Regions from separate parts of the Zea mays genome. Here region 1 is linked to region 2. A link is a contact called in public HiChIP or PLAC-seq data. All regions are on one chromosome and are shown on one strand. The core of a region is the stretch at or near the end of the contact, and the rest is flanking DNA. Distances in the headings are between cores, read along the strand shown. Region 1 holds the start of LOC100384849. Region 2 holds the start of LOC103629543 (photosystem II stability/assembly factor HCF136, chloroplastic).

Region 1 (6,110 bases), core at 2,170-4,669, 240 kb before region 2:
CATTACTCCGCCCTGTGGAAGCCCCCAGTTTCGAATGATCATGTCTATTTTCGTCTTTGACGGTTAACCTAGCCTCAACATCGACACTGTAGTTCCCACTGTTGTCGCTGTTCCACCTACTAAAGATGGAATCCATGGTTGCATAACTGGGATTATAAACATAGGGGCATGTTAACTTCTGGTAGCTATTGCTTTCTTCTCCCAAGCCATGTTCAGTGAAGGTGGATCCGTCAAATTCTGAAGAATCTGTCGTATTGGATTTGTCATTCAAGTAAGAAACACAACTGGAGCTTAATCTCCCTCCTGCATCATTATAAGATGAACCAGCACATCCAGAACCATCCATCTCATCAGTTCCCAATGTAGCTAAATTCAACATAATACCACATTCCACATGGTCCTCCTTGTACCGACCATCAGTTTTAACCAATGAGCTAGCAGAGGATGTGGTCTCTGACAACTTATCAACCAGTAAATTGGTCGGAACTACCTCCGCAGGAGAAGCACCATAAGTACTCTCTTCAAAAATGGTTTCTGATGCCAAATTCAGCCTTTTGCGGATTGTTCGCTTGCACTGTTTTCCTCTCTTTCTAGAATTCCTTTTTGGAAGCTTGTCACCGTTGTGCAAAATATCAGAATCAGATCCCAGACTCAGAGCAGTAGCAACAGACCTGGAGTACTTCTTTGCAACTACATGGCAGGGAGGAACTGCCATCAATGAATTACAAACGTTTTCCCTTTGCTGAGATTGTCTAAAGGTGCTTCCCCCATGTGTGTTTCCATTGGAAACTGGTTTAGAAGAATCAACCTGATCATGCATGTTCTTTTCATTTGGCTGATCTAAGCAAAACAGTATTCTTGGCTGTTCAGATAATAGCTCAAGGCAATCTGTATCAAGAGCTCCTGATGACAAAGAGATTACCTTGTTGACCTCTTGAGTGTCAGACAAGAATGGTGCTTGTTTCCAGTCTGGATCGTGCCGAAACAGAAGTATTGTTGATGAGGTGTCACTGCCACACAAAAACACATTAAACAGGTAGCTCTCCTAGAAAATGGAAGAACAGATGGGATTCAAGGTGTTTGGGTATGCTGGTTGGTGACATTGTACTGTGAAAATGCTTCATAATGAAAATGATGGTAGAGTGGTAGACTAATTGACACGTATAATAAGGCAACAAACAAGAGATCCAGAAAGGATTTGGTGACACTAGATTGGACCTTTTAGTGAAAAAAATCAGTACAGTTGTGTTTTAGTTATCCCACCACTTTCTGTTGCGCAACCAAGCGCAAGAAACTTTGTAGCAAATTAAGATTTAACCTCCACAGTTGTCAAACAAGGGCAGCAAACTTCCAGATAGGTTTAGTTGTGTGGATAGGTAGCTTAAGCATTTTTTACACATGCCAGCAACAGTAAGATCAACTAGATCTTTCCTGATGATCAACCCTTTGTCTCTTCATTCAATTATAAGTTGTTCACTTCGTTTACAATTTCTTGTTACGTAGTATACATAACAGCAGCAGACTAGATACACAAAGCCCACCGTTGATTGTTGGTAATTAAAGCAAGTGGCAACAGCCAATTACCTGTTCTCAGGACAAATGGCAACAGGTTTTTGTATCAGATGGCCCTGATGAGAATACAAAGCGCCGAATGAGTACGGGCGAAGCTTGGGAATCTATGCCATGAAAGCACAAGAGAACCCTCGCTCATATAGCGGATAATGCATACCTTTGAAAAGCGTCTTCCAATGTTTTGGTCAAATGATCTGCTGCACTGAATATGTGATGTGCTCTGTAACCTTGCATCAATCACTTCTAGTGCACACGGCATTTCTTGGGGAGCCTGTAACCACATGAGGATTTTAAGCCATACGCTTATGTTATTCCGAGATGGTTTAACATAAGTATTTTTACCAGGTCCTGGTCAATTAGATTTATATATATATGGAAGTGCAATATCTTGTATAGGTGGACTTGCCATGCATTTAAATCAATATATAAGCCACAAAAACAGCAATCAGGAAGTAAATGCACTCCACAAGAACCTTATCCATTATATAAACCAAAAAAGAAAAATCCACAAAGACCACATTTATACAGGAAAAATCATATCATGTGTGCTGGAACAAATCGGCATGCTCCCATAAGGCTTTCTGAGAGCATAGTAGCATCATAAGTGCAAGCAAGCAGCAGGCCCATGATGCAATGCACAGTCCCATACTTAGGCCCTGTTTGTTTGGGATTATAATCTAGATAGATTATATAATCCAATGTAAATAAGCTAGTGAGGAAACAAACAAGCAACTTATCTGATAAGATTATATAATCTAGCACTTGGGATTATGATAATCTATAAGCTCATCAAAAGGTGCTTATTTCAGCTTATTTTTTATGAAAGACCCACTACCCATGGCAAGTTGATTAAAATTACTTCCAATTACCATCCATCTGTCCATAGACGTTCTCACCCACCAGACAAGTAAAACAGCCAAGGGTATTGTTGTATTCATATGCATATGAATAATAAGCCAAGTCTAAATAATCTGAGCTAACAAACAGCAGCACCTAGCTTATTTAATCCAGAGCAAATAATCCAGATTATATAATCTAGATTATAATTTAGATTATATAATCTATAAGTGGAAACAAACAGGGCCTTACTAGACTAGACAGGACACCTGTGGACGCAGCTGTCGCTCCTGAACCGAGCTTTGGGTGCTCGGTACTAGTAATAATAAGCAGGGCATCCTATCCTATATAAAAGTAAAGCTACGCAGATTGATTTTAGGGGCACCCCCAGCCCAGCCCAGCCCACCCCACCCGATGAGGAAGCAAAGGGAAAGGAAAAACGGTGGAGATGAAGAGGTAAAAGGGGAACCTAAGCGATTCGTCGCGATCGCCGGAGGCGGTTGCGGAGTCCAAGCGGAAAAGAAATTGGGGAGGAAAACGGCGGAAATCCCTAGAGAGGATGAGGAATAGATTTACAGTGCTACTAGGATGCAATCTAATCTGCATCTCTCTTTTTTATGGGCAATAATAACTAACAGAAACAACAGAAAGAAAAATGATGAAGAATTCGGTGGGCGAAACGGGGCAGCTAAACTGGCGGGTTCCGGAAAAAGCCGGCGCTAAAAACAGGTGTCACACAGCGCACGCTTGCAGTTAAGAGTGGTGATGAGTTCGTGGGGATGGTTGGTTTGCTTACTCCAAATAGCGCGGGGGATCTCCTCCGGCGCCGGCCCCTGATCCTCTTACGAACTGGATGGGAGGGGATGAGGGAAGGATCAATCGATGTATGAGTGGCTGACCTTTCGGCAACCAAGACGACGAAGACGAAGACGCAGACGAAAGCAAATACCTGCAGCTTGCTTTGGGTTGCTCTCGGCGACTGCTGCTCCTGCTCCCCAGACAGAACCCAGGGGACGGCTATCCGATCCAATTATCCATCCTCTTTCGCCTCCCTGCGCTTATAGAAACAGTATACGGATACACGGGATACACGGGACTGTTGATTAAACCCGACTGCTATAATATAGAAACAGTAGAAGCAATTAAAACGAGAGATTTATAAAAAAATCAGATAAAATGGAGAGATTTATACGGCATTCGTACAAAAAGTTTAAAAATAAAATATAGAATAGAATAGGATAGAATAGCTGCAGGCTTCAAACTAACTATGTCGATGCCAAGACTGACTTAACAAATCATTATTAATTGTTAAATTGTTATTTTTTTCTTTTCTTTTCTCTACTATTATAAAAACACGAGTTTCAACGATGGTCTTACGTCAAAAGTATGTAGATCTAATCCCTTCTCCCTACCCCGTAGGTCGTTACCTTATATATATGCCGTAAAAATAATTCAATTCTCTATTAGTGGATCGTTACTCACAGATGGGTTGTGAGAACCATTTAATCCTAACACGGCATGAAGCCACACATAGCATAGTGCTCCCTTATAGTACTACTCCGCTAGGTAAAGGTGAACAAGTGACCAAGTGAGCTATAAAAAAAGTTGTGTTGCGCTTTAACTCGTACCTTTCTAGACCTTTTGGCAAAAAAAATTAAAATGTAATAATGGTTCTTATATGCCGTTGCAACGCACATCCATTGTACTAGTGATTTTAAAGTAAAAAATAATCTCTACTACACCATATGACTCCACCGAGGGCGTCCACACGGCATCATCGTGCCCCCGCTCCCCGCTAGTCCGCCACCATCGCGTCCGAGACCCGCCACAGAATTTCATCCCCTTCCCCAGTCCCTGCGTCGTGCCTCCCATCAATGCCGCACCTCCACCGTGCCCCGCCCGCATCTGCCCGTGTCGCCAGAGCCCCCTCCCCACCCCTCGTGGTGCTCGCCGCGACAGGCGCCCCCGCGCAGACATCGTGAGCGCGTCGCCCAACAAAGCCCCGCTGCCCTCACCCGCCCCGAACCCTAAAACTCCTCAACCGCCAACGCCGTCGTGCTCTACTTCCTTCGAGACGGCCTGCCTCGGCACCCCCGCCCCTCCTCCCCGGATCCGGTGCCCCTGCTTGTCGTGCGGTCTCCACCCCCGACAGGCACCGAACATTGCTCCACCCAGCCCCCGCCCCAACCCTAAAACTCCTCCCAGCCGCCGCCTACCGTGCTCTCAATGGTCACCAACGCCTCACACACACACGGAGAGAGAGAGAGAGAGAGAGAGAGAGAGAGAGAAGGGGAGGGTAGGCATCGAAATTCCGAATCCCCACCTCGTCGCTCCCACCACCACCGCGGATTGCGTCCCGTTCGATTGCGCAGGAGTTTTTGTTCCAGGATGAGCACCGAGTCAGGGGAGCTGCTCGGGATCGACCCCGTCGAGCTCCGGTTCCCATGTATGCGTATTTTATTTTTGCTATTTATTTTTTCCTTCCTCGTGGATTCTATTGATTTCCTTGAAAATTTCTCAGTAGTCGCCATAGCGAACACAGCTTCGCTAGCTATTCGGGGAAATTTTATTGCGCTCTGTCGAACGCCCATTCGATAATCTTCTACTGGCTGTTTCTCGGGTTCATCATCTTTTTATCCTTTCTAGGGTTTCATTTCGACATGTGTTCTCAGTCGTCCCGTCCTGTATTGTTCATTCGTTTCCTGATTTCCTCTCCTCTCTGAATCATGCAGTCGAGTTAAATAAGCAGATCTCCTGCACGCTGCAACTCACGAACAAGACAGACAAGCAGGTCGCGTTCAAGGTAAAACGAATCCTTTCCTGCGCATTCCTAGGCAGGAGAAGCCACGCGAAACAAAATGGTGCCGTACCCGTAGTGGACTGAGCTTGTGCGACGCCGCCGACTGTAGGTCAAGACAACGAGCCCCAAAAAGTACTGTGTTCGGCCAAACAATAGCATGGTGGTGCCCCGGTCCAAAGCTGACATTGTTGGTAATTTAGTGGCTCGCATGATTGTCATGGCATAGCTGCCCTTTATTTCCACATCTTATACCCACCGTGAATCGTTGGATTTTCAGTCACAATGCAAGCGCAATGGGACGCGCCACCATACATGCATTGCAAGGACAAATTCCTTGTGCAGAGCGCCATCATGGCCAAGGAGATCATGTCGAAGGAAGTCACTGGAGACATGGTAATAAGTCACATTTTAGTGTATTGGTAGTTTTCTTTATCATTTTATAGGGGGTTGCTCCTTCTGTTCACTAAAAAAAATCTTAATGATGGGTTATGTAGTTTACCAAAGATTCAGGCAATATAGTGGATGAAGTGAAGTTGAAGGTAGTTTATACAGCGCCATCGTCCTCTCAAAGCGAGGGATTTGAGGATGGTAATCTCGGCAGTTTGAGTTATCAAGAGGTAAGAATTTGAGTTTAGTATTGATTGTTATATAAGGAGTAGATTTAAAAAAACCTACAAGTATTTACACTTAGGTTGCAAAAACTTCAACTTTTGGGGCATATTGCAGAAACCTAACTTGCAGTTTTTCTGCAATAAGATGTCAAAATAACTATAGGTTTTTAAAATAGGCACCAAAAGTTGCAGTTTTCAACCAATGTCAAAATCTTTTTTAGGTGTTTGAATTTACTCTTATATAATTACAGCATGTATTTTATGATCTGTGCCAACGAACAGTTGGGCTA
Region 2 (6,196 bases), core at 1,944-4,443:
CTGGGAAACAAAAACACAAGCAAGAACAAGATAATATGCGACTGAATTAAAGTGAGAACGACAAATAACTGAAAGTTAGGTTCCATGACCGATAATGACAACCATTGAATGATAGATTGATGTAAAGCAAATCCCTGACCCTAACATGGGTTGCTATTGTTGATTATATAGCCGAAGGGGTAGTCAAGGATCCATATTTGTGTCACCTAATGGGCCTACACATTACATGGCCTAGTGGTCCAAAAGATGGTGACACAACATCAGGACATATTCTGGACATTGCCTTGTTTCGCTGATTCATATCGACTCTAATAGAGTTTTAATGTCAAACCAGAGCCACCAGTCAGCTTATGAAACTATCTTTTCATCCATATGTGGATCATAGAAAATGGAGTTCGTATTAGTTTGTGGCGCCTATCTTACTACATCTACATGCTAATCCTAGATTTTAAGTAGTACTTGAACTTGATATAAATTGAGCCTCACACTTAGTTTTGACGTCCTTGTTGACCTCCAAAGGTGGCACCCAAGGTGGAGGACACCTTTAAGGTATTTTACATTTATTTGGGGCATGACCTAACTTTGACCATTTGAGTTCTACATGTATTTCAAATAACCTTGTTTTAGCTTTTGTTTAGCTCTTTAATCATTCGAGAGAGTTCTTGTTTTTCATTCCTCTTTTTCTTTTGCTCTTTGTGTTTGTGTGGTGACGTTGACAATATACTCATCAAGGGATGTGACATATGGTTCGAGTTTGTGATGAGTGATTGCCAGCGAAGTAGTGCCTTAGGGGTTAGGTCGGGTGGACTAACCAGGACATGAGCATGTGTAACATGTCTTTTGGCTTATGGTGTGCATGCATAAAATATGGGTGTTGTGGTTGACGATAAAGATGAAGGTCATATATGTTCATGCTGATGGACCGAGAGCGGTGAAGGACAAGCGTCGAATAACTAGCTACGGTTCAAGTGCTCCCTTATGTTCGTGGTCACCACTGTTGTTGGATCGAGAGCATCTAGTTTGTGTTTTTTGGTGCCCCGAAAGATTGAGTGAAGATTTAGAAAATAAGTCAAGATTGCAATATGCAGGGAATTTTATTGGCTCTGAAAGATGGCCTTTGTTAATATGGGTCTTCGTAGAAAAATGCAAATAGATTGAGTAGAATGATTTGTCCCAGGCATTGAGAATGGAGAGCTTCTCAATGGTTTGAGGGTTGTTTGCAACAAGGTAGCATATATATAGATAGTAGATACGGGTATACAAGGTTTTCAAGTTCCTAGCAAGCAGCACATGCATCTTTACACTCAATTTGGGTTGCAGAAGAGAGAACGCAAGCACAGTAAGCAGCCTTTTACAGTAGTAGTAGCAGCAGCACATGCCGTTCGCTGTACACACATATACATAGAATGTCAGCCAAGATACCGAAGCAACACGCCGTCGTTGCCCAGCACGAAGCCTTTCCTGTCATCAAGGAACCTGTGGCAGCAGCCAGCGTCACAATTACGTACAAAGTGTTTGTGACAAGCAAGAGAGCGCAGCAGCAGCAGCAGAGTATGGTTACTTGACGGAGTAGAGATTGGCGGCGATGTTGTCGGCAGCCTTGTCGCGCATCCAGCTCTTCCCTCCGTTTGTGGTCTTGAGCAGCACGCCGCTGCCACCAGCAGCCCAGGCCTCCTCCTGGAGGAGTGCGGTACAATGCAGTGCATAGGAATTCAAAGAAGAAAGAGATCGAGAGGTGCATTGGCAAGAAGGAGGGAGATTTATTATACCTGCGAGCGGTAGCCCACGTCCAGGATCCCAAACCCCCGGCTCTGCACCTGCACCTCCTCAAAATCTTCAGTTATCCCGGTTCCTCTGCTGAGGAAGAGGCCACCACCGCGCACCAGCAGCCAAAGTCCACCGTCCGCTCTCCACCCCATGTTCTGAATCCTCCGTGCCACCGCCCTGTTGTGGGGTTGCCAGAACGGCTGCCCGGGCTCCCACGTCAGATAGAAGTTCCCTCGGCTGGACACAGCCACGTAGCGCCCGTCGGCCGATCTGTTCACCGTGTTGAAAGTCCCAGTGTAGTAGCTTGCACCGCTAATGCCACTTGAAACTGTTCTGCATCACAAACAGGAACAAGGTATTGCACTTGAGGAGAGGAGAGGAGAGGAGGTGTCTCATGTCTGTCTATGCACTGCTAACTGATGAGCAGTACCTGTTCAGAGTAGCTGAAACGGTCTCCTGCACGGCAGCCTTCCAGTTGTATCCACGGTTAGAGGTAACATAGATTGCTCCCTCATCGGTAACCATCTCTGCGCTCTGCTCCCCAGTAGCTTTTATGTAAACCTGAGTACATCTCGGATTATTAAGCAAGCCTTTGTTCGATCGAATGCAAACAAAGATGGGAAAAAAACCCGATTACCATGTTCCCAGGAAGTTGGGCACTCAGGGGTATTCTTTCCCAGCTCTCGCCAGCATCTGAGGTGTGCAGTAGAATTGCAGGCTTGCCGATAATCCATCCCTCTCTGCCCTTGAAGCTTACCGAGTTGAACCTGTAGTTGAAATCTTCGTCCTCTGCGGAAGGGATGGAGCGAGGGAACCAGGTGTTGCCGCCGTCTTTCGTCTCCAGTATTGTCTGTCTTGTTCCAAGGAGAAAACCTGAATCACCTCTGTCCGTGTCAGTCAGTCAGCCTACATTTGAAGCATGCCCTGCCCTTCCCGAGACAGGAGAATTAATGAAGAGCGCCGTCATACCATGGGAGGGGTCGTCTGGGACGAAGGCGATGTCGAGGAGGACGACGCCGGAGTCGATGGGCAGGAAGATGCGCTCCCACTCGGAGAGCGCCGGCGCTTCGTCCGCGCGAGCCGCGGGGGTCCAGCGGGGCAAGACGAGAGGGGAGACGGCGGCCGCGGCGGCGGTGTGGGCGATGAAGCGGCGGCGGTCGACGGAGGCGGCGGGCGGGGCGGACTCGGAGTGTGCGGCCCGAGGCACCAAGTGCCGGCGGCGGCGGGAGGCCGGTATGACAAGGTGCAGCAAGGCGGTGGAGCTGGTGGCCATTGGAGGGGAAACGTGGCCGCCGCGACGGCGAATCGGGCGGGCTCACTGGCGTGGTCGGGCTCCTCCGCTGCTTGTGGATGCGCGCGCCGCGTCCTCTTATCCTGCTGCCGCGCCGTTGCAGGGCCCGCCGGATCCGTTAGCATACGCTGTCACATAAAGTGTCCATCATCTTTAGTTAGTTAAAAATAAACATGTAGGGCAGAAAAAAACTAAAAACCATACGAAGTATTCTTATTGAATTATGTATGACTTATCTAATTTTATGTAGATATAAATCAAACATCAAATTTTGGTAGTTGTGAATTAATTATAAAAAATATAAATCTAAAGTTATACAAAAGTATAATAAAATATATCATATACTATGTTTAATGTATATATCTACTTATGTGAAGTTTAGTATTTTTTATTTTATGATTTTCCTGTGTTTTAATGTAATTTTTAAAGATTAAATCAAACCAAACATAAAAAGAAAAAAAACGAGAAAAACTGTTTTTTTGTTATAGTCGAGGGAGGTAAAATATTTGTTTTTTTTCTTTTTCCCTTCTTTCTTTTTTGAGTACCGTGGGCTTCATAGGCCGAGTCATTTCTGAGTAGCGTGCTGTGGGCTTCATGGGCCAAGTGGCTAAATGCAAGTGGATAGACTGAAAAATCTCCATCCCTTCCCAGTAGCTAAGGCTGTCCGCAGTGACATGCTGTAAACCAAACTCTACCCGACATACAGTTAAAAAAACATCCGCAGCGGGGCACTGCACACGGGACTGTAAACGTAGAGAGACCCTGAGGAACTCTATTTACAGCGTACCTACTCTTCTCACTCCAAACATCCTTCTCTCGGTTCGGCTGTACGGAAAGCATGCGAGCAAGTAGCCAGCGCAGCAGATTTTTGCAGCAAGAGAATATAAAGTGGAAAAAAATAATATAATATATGATAGTTGATATAGAGTTGGATTATAGAGTAAATATGACCGCGAAGAATTGTGGTATAGAGTAGAGAATCTTGCTGACTAGGATAAAATATTTCTTTTAGAGTACGAATTTAGAGTAGTATGAGTGCGTAAAAATCTGCTGCAACGTTGCACCTTACCGCCCATCTTAAATTAAAGGAAGACATGAAAAACGCTACTTCTAGAGCTACTCCAAATCTCCCTCCTCCCGTCATGGAAACTTGTGCGCTGACAGCGTGAGGCGATGTGGCTGTACGTGTGTGGTAGCGTGGTAGAAAGAAATCATATAATATATGGTAGTTGGTATAGAGTTGAGATATGAAGTAGATATGACTGCGGAGAATTGTAGTATAGAGTAAAAAATTTTGCTGACTAGGTCAGAATATTTCTTTTAGAGTAGAAATTTAGAGTTATATGAGTGCGGATAGCCTAACGCCCGAGGCGCCGACGGCTGCTCCCTGGCCGTCCTCGGAAGCGCGGCGGCCAGGCGCTGAGGCGCACCACGCCACGCCGGCGGTGGGACGGAGGAGAGGCCGGAAGTTGCTGGCTCAAGGTAAGCGGAATGGCTTCCGTTCCCCCACTCCTCCCCTCCTTGTAGCTTGCGAGAGCAACCTTGTCGGAGCTCGCCGCCGCAGCCACAGCCACAAGTACGCATCCTCCGTTTGAATTCACATACAGTTCTCCATGGGTACTTCTTCCTGCACATTCACACTCACCACTTCCTTGTTGCTAACGATGGCTAAATAAGGCTACCACTCTATGACTCCGAGCCAAGCCAGGAGCAATGGCTCTCGACTGAGTCCTACCTAGGTGTATGATGAAATGCCTGCAGGACTTCAAACGCTGTCAAGCAGCATTTTCATCTCAGCAAATCACGTAGCCTACCCTGAATTTCTGTCTGCGTCTTTGGCAGATACTCTTCCTTTATCATGTCCGGCGAGATGAGGCCACAGCAGCTGGGGGCGATGCGGCGTGCCATCTGGAGGAGCTGGCCTATCCTGTGCTTGCAGTCACAGCACAGGCTTCTACCATCTTTCTGTGCCTCAACCAAGGCCGCCACGATGGCCGCCTCGTCTCTGCCACCACCAACTCATCATAAGAAGAAGGACACGGTCATCGTCATCTCTGGTCCTACTGGTGCTGGAAAGAGCAGGCTGGCGCTGGAGGTGGCCAGGAGGCTCGGAGGGGAGATCATCAGTGCGGACTCCGTGCAAGTCTACCGTGGCCTTGACGTTGGTTCTGCCAAACCGTCCGCGGCGGAGATGAGCCTAGTGCCGCATCACTTGATCGACATACTGGACACGTCCGACGATTACTCGGCTGGAGCCTTTTTCCGCGATGCCCGGAGGGCGACGCAGGATGTTCTTGACAGAGGCTGCGTGCCCGTTATCGCAGGAGGGACTGGGCTGTACCTGAGATGGTACATCTATGGCAAGCCGAACGTTCCACAGTCATCCATGGAGTCCACTTTGGCCGTGTGGTCTGAGCTCGCTGATTTTCGGGAGAACGGCCAGTGGGAGGAAGCGGTAGAGCTGGTGGTGCAGGCTGGTGACCCCAGAGCCCGGGACTTGTCTGTCAATAACTGGAACAGATTGAGCCGCAGCCTCGAGATTATCAGGTCATCAGGCTCCCCTCCTTCTGCCTTCGCCTTACCGTACGATGCATTCTGTGAACAGCATGACACTGACCTAACTGAGGCTCCCTCATCCGCTGGAAACTACGAGGCCAGGGAGATGGAGTATGACTTCTTCTGCATTTTCCTCGCAAGTCCACGCATTGAACTGTACCGGTCAATTGATCTGAGGTGTGAAGAAATGCTGGTTGACACAGGCGGCTTACTTTCGGAAGCCTCATGGCTGCTTGATATCGGGTTGCAGCCACGTATGAACTCTGCAAGTAGTGCCATCGGTTACAAGCAAGCCATGGAGTACCTGCTGCACTGTAGGCAGAACGGAGGCGAAAGCACCCCACAAGAGTTCCTTGACTTCCTTGCCAAGTTTCAGAGGACATCTAGGAACTTCGCAAAGAGGCAACTTACCTGGTTCCGCAATGAGAAGATTTACCACTGGGTCGATGGCTCGAAACCATTTGAGGCACTTGTTCAATTTGTCTGTGATGCTTACCATGGCTGCAGTGCAAGGATGGTTCCTGAATCACTTGAAATGAAAAGGGAAAATTGCGTGCTCAAAAGCCGTGATCTCAAAACCTA

What was found. HiChIP or PLAC-seq counts read pairs in DNA pulled down with a chosen protein or histone mark.
Region 1: an H3K4me3 HiChIP or PLAC-seq map of leaf shows a contact between it and region 2, with 6 times the contacts expected there. The contact joins the promoter of LOC100384849 here to the promoter of LOC103629543 in region 2. A contact is called at or near these places in 11 of 25 Hi-C or Micro-C datasets (bundle sheath, ear, endosperm and 5 more) and 1 of 3 datasets of contacts at active chromatin or transcription factors (leaf).

What each region holds. Positions count from the first base shown.
Region 1 is chr6:91,590,899-91,597,008 of Zm-B73-REFERENCE-NAM-5.0, reverse strand. LOC100384849 reads right to left here and starts at 3,419. Exons shown (of 9, transcript NM_001362565.1): 1 at 3,359-3,419; 2 at 3,206-3,258; 3 at 1,730-1,843; 4 at 1,585-1,628; 5 at 923-1,010; 6 at 1-835. The coding sequence starts at 1,831. It overlaps LOC103629544 (vesicle-associated protein 3-1), which reads left to right and starts at 4,643. Exons shown (of 8, transcript XM_020539802.3): 1 at 4,643-4,855; 2 at 5,142-5,212; 3 at 5,319-5,400; 4 at 5,487-5,602; 5 at 5,704-5,826. The coding sequence starts at 4,798.
Region 2 is chr6:91,355,444-91,361,639 of Zm-B73-REFERENCE-NAM-5.0, reverse strand. LOC103629543 (photosystem II stability/assembly factor HCF136, chloroplastic) reads right to left here and starts at 3,193. Exons shown (of 6, transcript XM_008650635.3): 1 at 2,737-3,193; 2 at 2,405-2,640; 3 at 2,198-2,328; 4 at 1,770-2,100; 5 at 1,562-1,677; 6 at 1,139-1,476. The coding sequence starts at 3,040. The coding sequence ends at 1,410. LOC100174970 (isopentenyl transferase) reads left to right here and starts at 4,373. Exons shown (of 1, transcript NM_001365581.1): 1 at 4,373-6,196. The coding sequence starts at 4,917.